Regions from separate parts of the Hordeum vulgare genome. Here region 1 is linked to region 2. The links are chromatin contacts, called in public Hi-C maps. All regions are on one chromosome and are shown on one strand. Each heading gives the region's core, a stretch centred on a gene start, on an enhancer-like site or on the middle of the called end of the contact. The rest is flanking DNA. Distances are from core to core; before and after follow the strand shown.

What was found. A called contact is a pair of places that touch in the nucleus more often than the background predicts.
Region 1: a contact with region 2 is called in a Hi-C map of leaf, with 1.8 times the contacts expected there. The contact joins the promoter of LOC123448452 here to the enhancer-like site in region 2. A contact is called at or near these places in 3 of 6 Hi-C or Micro-C datasets (leaf, seedling and an unstated tissue).

What each region holds. Positions count from the first base shown.
Region 1 is chr4H:239,891,682-239,896,062 of MorexV3_pseudomolecules_assembly, forward strand. LOC123448452 (SEC12-like protein 2) reads left to right here and starts at 1,251. Exons shown (of 10, transcript XM_045125349.1): 1 at 1,251-1,828; 2 at 1,938-2,032; 3 at 2,720-2,870; 4 at 3,848-3,939; 5 at 4,047-4,146; 6 at 4,227-4,302. The coding sequence starts at 1,565.
Region 2 is chr4H:239,721,966-239,726,640 of MorexV3_pseudomolecules_assembly, forward strand. No RefSeq gene overlaps it. Among protein-coding and RNA genes, the nearest start is that of LOC123448452, 170 kb to the right of the region's middle. Within about 2 kb of position 2,401, at least 1 of the 3 cell types and tissues checked has open chromatin away from gene starts, as enhancers often do. A contact at or near this core is called in leaf, where this site is marked.

The DNA.
Region 1 (4,381 bases), core at 1-2,500, 170 kb after region 2:
ACATATTCAGGTCCACATCACCAACCACATGAAGTTTCAGGGTTCAGTGTTGGGCTAGTTTGGTTGCAATTCAAAAATGTGGGTTCTCCTCTTGTTTCTTATGGCCAGTCAAATTCCATGGAAGAGTCTTTTTGTTGTTTGCCACGTGTAAAGTTGCAGTCTGGGCGCCCTATGGATCACGTAACAGCAGAAGTTAATGAGTCCAAACAAGCAAATTCTGATACAACAAAGATATTGCATTGGAACCTTTTCTGTACATGCAGGTTACCTTACCTGTTTGAGGCCAACACCTATTTCTAGGGAGACTGTGAGCTACAAAGGCATACAGTTTTATCCAAACTATATAGTGCATTCACATGGAGGGATTTTGTTGCTTCTCATTGCTTTGAAGCAGTGCACCGAAACAATTTCTTATGGAATGAAACCTAGGCTGTACCCTTTATGCGTGAGTGTTAATAGCACATTGATGGTGTTGCGCCTTGAGTGTCCATTACGTCCATGTGCATATTTTATGATGGGAAATCTTGGAGCATATCTGAATTCTTGTGCAGTCAACACCTCTCGGGATTACAATCATCATCATCATTCCTTTGTTCAATTTGAAAATTTGTTGCCCACTGAAACGGAAGAAGAGTTTGTCCAGTGTTTTTCGTCAGTACTAGGATCTAGGTGACGAGCAACAGTATTCAGAGGACACTTCTGAATATGGGTATATCTTGGTGCTTCTGGCATGTCCGATGGTACAACTTATTCGCAGTCAGGTTCTAATGACGATGGTAATCAACTATAGTGCATTGGCCATGAGCGGTACGACGTTCTCTACGTGCTACAATCAATATAATTTTTAAGAAGGGAGGGGTGTCATCGCCGTCGATGTCGTCTCCATCCAAGGCTTCATCGTCCACGAGTGCCGCCTCAGCTTCAACCATAACGCCTACTTCAACCGGGTATCCATCGGTGACGACTACTACTACCTCAACCCGACCGCTTCTACGAGCTCGTTCAAGTTCATTTAAACCATGGCTGTTACCACGGCATCTACAATAACCTCAGCATGATCAAGGATCTTGAAGCACCATGGGATCCTCACAACCTCTTCATAATAGCGGCTTGGGCCAAGCTGCATTTAAAAAAAGAAGAATGTCACGAGCCTATGTATACATGGCCTTGCAACCTTTGACCTTTACATGGGCCGGCCCATCCGCGAACGATGTAGGGCTACGGACTACAAATGCGTGGGAGGAGGCAACGAGCAAAGGATCCGGGCTTGGATCAAGGCAAAGCAACGGCGGCTCCTCCCTTCCCCTATCTTCTCCTAACTCGTGTGCTTCCTCTTTCTTAATCCCAATCTCCTGTATCTGAGCTCAGTTTACCTATAATGGAGTGATTCGCGTGTTGGATCCTAACAGCGACTTACGGGGGAGTTGGTACCTGCTGCAATCTAATTCCCTCCCCGTACCGTTTACCCGTCGTCACCTCCACCTCCGCACACACGCACTCTCTCACCGCATCTCCGGCGACCACCGCCCACCTTCGGCTACCGCTACTCCCGCCCTCTCCTGTGATGGCGCCGCGCGGCGGTGGGCAGACCTACGGCTTCCCCATCTACTGCGCCTCCTGGCTCCCACTCGCACACATCATCAAGCCCTCCCCATCTGCCGTAGACGTCGCGGATGCGAATGCGTCCCCGTCCTTCCCACCTCCGCCCCCCATGGTGGTCCTTGGTGGAGGCGGAGGCGAGGGCCGGAGCGGCGTGCCCAACGCGCTGGTCGTCGCCGCCCTCGACCCCGCCGCTGCAGGGGCGCCTCCAGCGCTCTCCCCCGAACCGGTGAGCGACCCGTGCCCCCTCGCCCTCTGATTTCACTAGATCCATGCGGATATCGGGAGAGATTTACACGCTGATTTGACGCTATTGTTTTGGTGATGGTGGGGTGCAGGTGTTTAGGCTGGGGACAGAGGAGGAGGTACCATACAGGATGGCCGTACACCCTCGCGGCGATGGCGTCCTCTGCTCCTTCCCCAACGGCTGCAGGTACTTGCGTCCTTGGATATGTGACGCTGATGCTCGCTAGTGCATTTGTCTGTTGTGAATTTTGATTAGCTCAAAATCTTCACAATTTGATCTTTAGTGTTGCCCGGGTTAACTGTTGTCAACCTGTGGTTCACATAGTATGTATGTTTATAGAATACTTAGGTAAGTCTGGTATTTCGTTCGTTCACATAGTATGTATGCTTATAGAATATGCTGTAAATTCTGATTGATGCGACCAAAATATAATTGTCCTATCATATCACAACATAGTGTTCAAGACTTCTTAGTAACAACACAATGATGCCTCTTGATAACCCCATAATATGCTTGAACTGTCGGTGTAAGCAGCATGTTGGATTTGTTAGTATAGCTTATTTCCTGATTGTAGCTAAAATTCGGGGGCACCTGTATCTGTTCCATCTTGTGATGTTAAGTTTATTTCAGTTGTTGGACCTATCTCATTGGCCTTATCAACAAGCATAACTGGGCTTTTTGAGATGTTACTGTAATTGAACTGGTGGTTTATTAAATTTTAACTGCAAAACATACAACTTTTATACATCTTCAATCTTATTTTACTCTATAAAACTGCCGTTTGCCTTTTTTTTTCCTGACTGATGTAAACACAATTTAACTCCGCCTGATGGTACTGCAATTATAAATTCTTACCATGTGCCATTTGTATAGGTTGGTGCGATTGGAATCAACAGAAGGAGATGATCCATGCAGCCTGGTTTTGAGATCTGACCAGGAGGCTTTAGTGAAGCTAAACGATGTTGGTTTGCAGTTGGCTTTGTCATTCAGTGGAGAGGGTTCTGTACTTGCCACTGGTGGCGAGGTAAATGAATGTACTATAGTGTTATGCAGTTGCTTATCTTACCCTTTTTTGGTGCCAACTCAAAATTCTGTTTGCAGTCAGTCGTTACCTTGGTTTATTCACACCCCCCCCCCCCCCCCCCAGTTTCTTTTTTTTTACATTGGTAGTAATGGAGGTTGACACGCTTGACTCTCCAAAACATGACATATATGAATGGCATATGGTACCTTTGACAGATCTGATAGCTGTAGGTGTTAATGGAAACTCTTTTTATATATCTGCTGATTTTATGCAGAAAGCAATGTACTATATGGTCATTGTGAACAACAATTTGCATATTGACCATCACACACTAACTTCTAACATAATCTTGGAACCTAAAAAGCATTTTGCAACATTGACAACCATGATTAGTGTGAGCCATAGGACTGGGCAACTGAACTGACATAGATTGTTTATGTGTAATACGGAAATGTGGCACCAACATAAAATTAGCGTCTCTGTAAAAAGTGAACAAATGGTTGCAGTTAAGCCTATGGATAAACCAACTTAAAGTTACGTGTTCCCATGATGCTCTTGTTTGTACTCCCTCCATTCCATAGTAGTTGTTGCTGATTTCTAAATCAGTGACAACTAATATGGAACGGAAGGAGTATGTTTTTATACATTCATGCTATTTTGCAGAAAACCCCTTGACGTTTCTGGTAATCAACCAGCAGTCCAGTTTTAAGTCAGATTTTCGTTTTTGTAGAAAAACCCAAAATGTTTCATGTAATCAACCTGCATGACAGTTTTTTACCTCCTCAATTTATATGAAGCTATTCTAGGTTTTTCTGTCATTTAGTAAAATTGCATTATAGTCATGCGCTTATGCTTTGAGGACTAGCCAATAAATTATATGGTTGTGCTGTTTTTATTTTGGAGCTTTTTCATGGCAGTTAAAATTGTCCATATATTATTTTAAGCATTTTAAATAAATTTCCGTGTGCTGTATATAGGATGGACATTTGAGGGTCTTCAAATGGCCTGGCATGGAAACCGTTATTGAAGAACCTGGTTCTAAATCATCTGTCAAAGATCTTAGTTTCAGGTGAAATAGTGCCACTTCAACTTTCTCTTTCCAAATGGATATGTATTATTTGATACTGATGGGTTGCCTTTGTTTTGGGACATGCTTGATCCCAACTTTCTCATTAGTTCCGATGAGAAGTTTCTAGTTGTGAACAGGAGCAGTGGCCCATCTAGAGTGTGGGATTTAAAGTCATCTGAAGCTGTGGCTAATTTGCCAAGAGAAGAAGTGAGTGAGTTTTTTGTTTGCCAATTTGCATCAGTTAATTTTCTTTGTTTAAAGTGCACTTCTGACTCGTACATTTCCAGGGAGAAATATTTGGCTTCTGCCGATTTTCTACTAAGTCTAACAATAGCCAGATTCTCTTTGTTACAGCAATGCAAGGTGACATCATGATTTGAATTCACCCTGTTATGAATGAAATATTATGAAGTTCTCTAATAAAATGAACGGAATTGCCTGG
Region 2 (4,675 bases), core at 1,151-3,650:
GATTTGAATTATGCACATTAAATGCCTATGAAACTCAATTATTGTATAAAAAGGGCCAAATGGACCATGAATAATTCCATATTTAGCACAACACTCATATCGGTCTATGTTGCGTGTACAAATGGTCAGACCCTCGTCAGAAGGCTGCCAATGCTTCCTTTTTAGCATGTTTTATTTTAACTATATGGAAATGTCGCATATCAACCTTTTGGTAGGAACTAATTAATTAGGTTAATTAAATGCAAAACCATGCTATGTCGGTGCCCAAAGCACCCTCTCTCCTCCTGAATTGTTGGGCCATGTCATATTTTACTTATGTGGCATGCTTAGCACCTTTACACCATGGATCACTCGGAAGCATACCACTTCTTGTCAATACTCGTGTGGCACCCGTGTGAGGCGCGCCGGCCCATCCATCTAGCACTATGAGGATGTGTGCATCATGTGTGGTAGTGGGGAGACACGTACACACATCTGAGAACACGGGCCCACGTATACCATCTCACACGGTTTCTAAAAACCCTAAAGCATTTCGGGCTTGGGAACCAAAATCATCAAAAACATTTGAGCTTGTTTCTACCAAACCTACGAAACCTAAAGGTGTTCCCACTTAGCATCTGTTTACTAGTAGGCTATAAAAATACCTACTCGGAAATTATCACACATTCCTGTAACAGTCCAAGTCGAATTTTTCAATCTTGTGCCCATTTCCATGAACCAACCTTGTATGTTTTGCCATCATGTGGTTTGAGTTAATAAATTTGTGCTTCATGGCATTCACTTATGCATCATGTCATCATGGCATCCATTTCATTTAGCGCACCATGTTTTGTTGACTATGAGGTATTGTGGTGATGTGCTTTGCATCTTGTGGTGTGGTCTTGCTTGTCTCAACTTCAAGTAATTGGGATCAACTAAAACCCCTACTCTCTTATTATTTCTTTCTATTTTTTGCCAAGTGTTCCTCCCTGCCATAGTTTAATGTTCACCATTTTTATAAAACTCCAACATATTGCCCCATAGCACTCCTCCAAATTTCAGCCATTTCCAAATTGTTTTCGTTGGATTCAAAAGTGCTTCAAGTTTGAATTTAATATAAACTTGAATTATTTTTCTATATCTAAAAATATACAAACTAATTTTATCACACGTGGCATATTTTTGTGAGTTCAAAATATTTCGTTTCATCCTAGAAACCCTCTCTCTTCTCTAAAATTCTTTTTCTTGCTTTAATTGCTTAGGTTTTGTAAAAAAATTGCATCTAAAGTTGACACAAAGAGAGGAGTGCCCAATGCCAATAGCACAGCCCAGCTGGGCCACCTCCTCATTGCCGACTGTTAGAAATTAATTAGCAAAGGGTGTGCCCAACCCTGAAGAGTCATGTATTTTCTCTCTCTATTGCCAACACGCGCCTGTTCTGGAGGTAAGCCTCCGAACAGACACATCTTCTTACCACCTCTTGCAGATGTATATATACTTGAGAATCAATAGAAACATGACTAATCGTCCATTCACTTTCATTCAATCTCGTTTTAGTTTAACATGTTATCAGCACTTTGCTCTAACCTTGAGCGATTAGGCAACGATAAGACGAACAGCGTCAGCGGAGGAAAGCACGACGGCGTCAATGGCACCAGCCCGAGAGTGATGCCGAGTTTTCTCTTGTTCAATTGCAACGCGGCACTACCCGTCGAAATGCATTCTAGTGGTCTGGTAGCGCACGAAGCCGTCGGTCCGGCCAGGCTTCTCGCTAAACGGATGGCATCCACGACAAAGACGGCCATGCATCGACATGCATGCATTCATGAACAAAAATTGATCAGCCTAATCTATTGTCTTCTTGTGATTAGGGTCAGCAATTTAAAAATTGATTTTGTTTTTATGTACGTTCATGCATGCCGTGGGAGAATCTCTACATGGATCGATCAATATTCAACAATCTACTTGAAGGAAAGTCGGCGTGGGCGACGTCACTCTGAACAGAAAATCTTCAAGATGGTAGCAACAACTAGTCAGGATCACACCTGCATCTTCAACGCGACTATAGCGCCCTTAGACGAACGGCGCATCCTTGACCTCTTGCAGCGGCGCCCTCCGGCACGACGTGGCAAATGGCCAGACGGCAAAGTCATCAGGCGCGAGGCGCAGCCATGGCCTCCTCTCGAAACGCAACGCACGGGCCAGCGATGCAATTGGCGAATGGCCGTGATTGCGCCCTCTCCTTCATGCGCGGCCACGACGAGACACGGTAGGGCAGTGGCACCCTCCGGTGCGGCTTGTTGCCAGCCCGGCGAATAATTGTGGCCAGCCCGGTGCTCCGGGAGAACACGCACCCCGCTCCCTGCAACTGGTGGCGAATAATTGTGGCGAGCCCGGCGCTTGGCTGTGGCGCCGGCCAACAGCCAGTGCTTTGCGCGGAAGCGCAGACGGCGCGGTGTCGAGTTGGGTTTATCCAATGGATTCTTAACCACACAAAGAGACGCACACCTTATCATTCAGGAACCGTACAACAGAAGATTATGAAAACCTTATCCATTTGCTTGATTTGGTCATAGCCTGTTCACTCTCTCTTATTCTTGTGTATTTTGTGGTCTAGCCCTGAGGATTAGACGAACTTCCATCGGATTTCTTCCTAAGATATTTATTTGAAGCCTCATGTCTTTATAAATATGTAAAACATTATGCTTTGCATCTATATGTATTACCACAATAATACTAATGCAGAAGAATGTTTGACCTACATTTATTCTTCAGAATTTCAAACATTTCCTAAGGCATGCATTTTAAGATAACAACTATAATTTTTGCAAAATCAATTTTTTTTCTTGCAAATTTAGTTGTAATTCAAAACAAGGATGACGAAGTGTCATACTCAATATGACTACATCGCGTTTTATTTATGAATCACCAGTTATTATCTATTGCACAATTTGTAAATTATCCATCACTACTGTGAGTTCTATGTCTTTTGTCATTTTCATAAATGACTACCTTCAACGTGCTCTTCTAAATATTAAGGTGTCTAGCCCAAAACATATTTGTAAATCACAAGGTGTTGATGGCATCTACTACACAATCTGCAGATTATCCATCACTGCTGTAAAGTCTACGTCTTGTCATTTTAACAAAATGACTACCTTCGAAGTGCTCTTCCAAATATTAATATTAGATGTGACTACCTCAAGAAATCATAAGGTAATATTGGCATCTACTACAAAATTTTACACACTATCCATTATTACCGCAAGGTCTACATCATGTCATTCTGACAGATGACTACCTTCATAGTGATTTTCTTAAAAATAGATAACATAAGGTAATAGAATGATGAACATCTACTGACAATAGTCAAACTATGTTTTCTATTACTGCGAGATCTACACCATATTGGTGATTATCTTCAAAGTGTTATCCTATATAAATTAAGGTCTACACATATGGCTATAAGGCATCAACTGTACTAGAATTTGCTCCTTCGAAGCATTTATTGTTGTTGTTCTTTAAAATATTTTACTCTCATAGTAAATATTATTCTTGCACATTTTTCTTGAATGTGTCATAGGAAACCATGAAAATATTTGCATATACATGTGATTACCTTCTATTACATTCGTAAAATGCATGGCAATGGAGCCTACGTCGCTATTTATAATTATAATGTCATCCATCCATCAAGATGGATACCATAATTTATAGCGAGTGTCTCAAACACTATTGCTAGATCCACATCACATTGTGGTTTGTTATTTTCATAGTGACTAAGCAATGTTAAAATTGCAAAGTCTATGTTTTGTCCGTGACTATAAGGTCACACTTTTTCTCATGAATGAAGCCCAAAACATTATCAACGATTTCATCGCATGGACTATATTGAAGGTTTACACCCCATGTTCACCAAGTATCACCTTGGTAGATTTTGCTCAACAAGATCATTTCATCCATATATTTAACTCCAAGAAGTAAATTAAATAATGCATGACCATTTCATGTAACAGATGGCTATTCTATTGATGCACATATGCATTTTATATGTCACCAACTTCACTTGGTTCTCAAACTAAGTACACAATGAATGAATATAGATTCACCTTGAATATTCGCTCAAGAGAAACATGCTACCATGAGCACATCGCTAATGATCTCCCATTTGTTTTTCAAAGACATCAAATCTTATCGCAACTCACAGTTCTGTCACCTTAATCAACTTCAAGTTGAGATCTCATGGCCAGAATCTTCACATGCAGATCCAATTGAAAATCCACTAATACACTTTTCATCCTCTAATGATGGTACTACCATTTTCCAAGATGAAGGAACATGGAATTTCTTAAAATCATCAGACTCACCCCACAGGTGCTATACCATCATTTGAAAATCTTGTTGGTAGTGAATACCAAGTCACTGGTGACGAAATATAGCCATGAGGACTTCAAAGTAAAGTGGTGGCTAAAAGACAACCAAAGACAGAATTACCTCTTAATAGGGAATAAATCATTTTCAAATGATCACAAAGACAACTCTCAAATTTGTCAAATCTGTGGTTACATAAATATCGTACATATGATTACCAAACCTTCAAACACATGGTCAAACCACATCACAAATTTATTAAAAGGCAAATAAGTTCATTGGGATATTTCAAAATTTACAAACATACAACGAGAAAATATTCTGG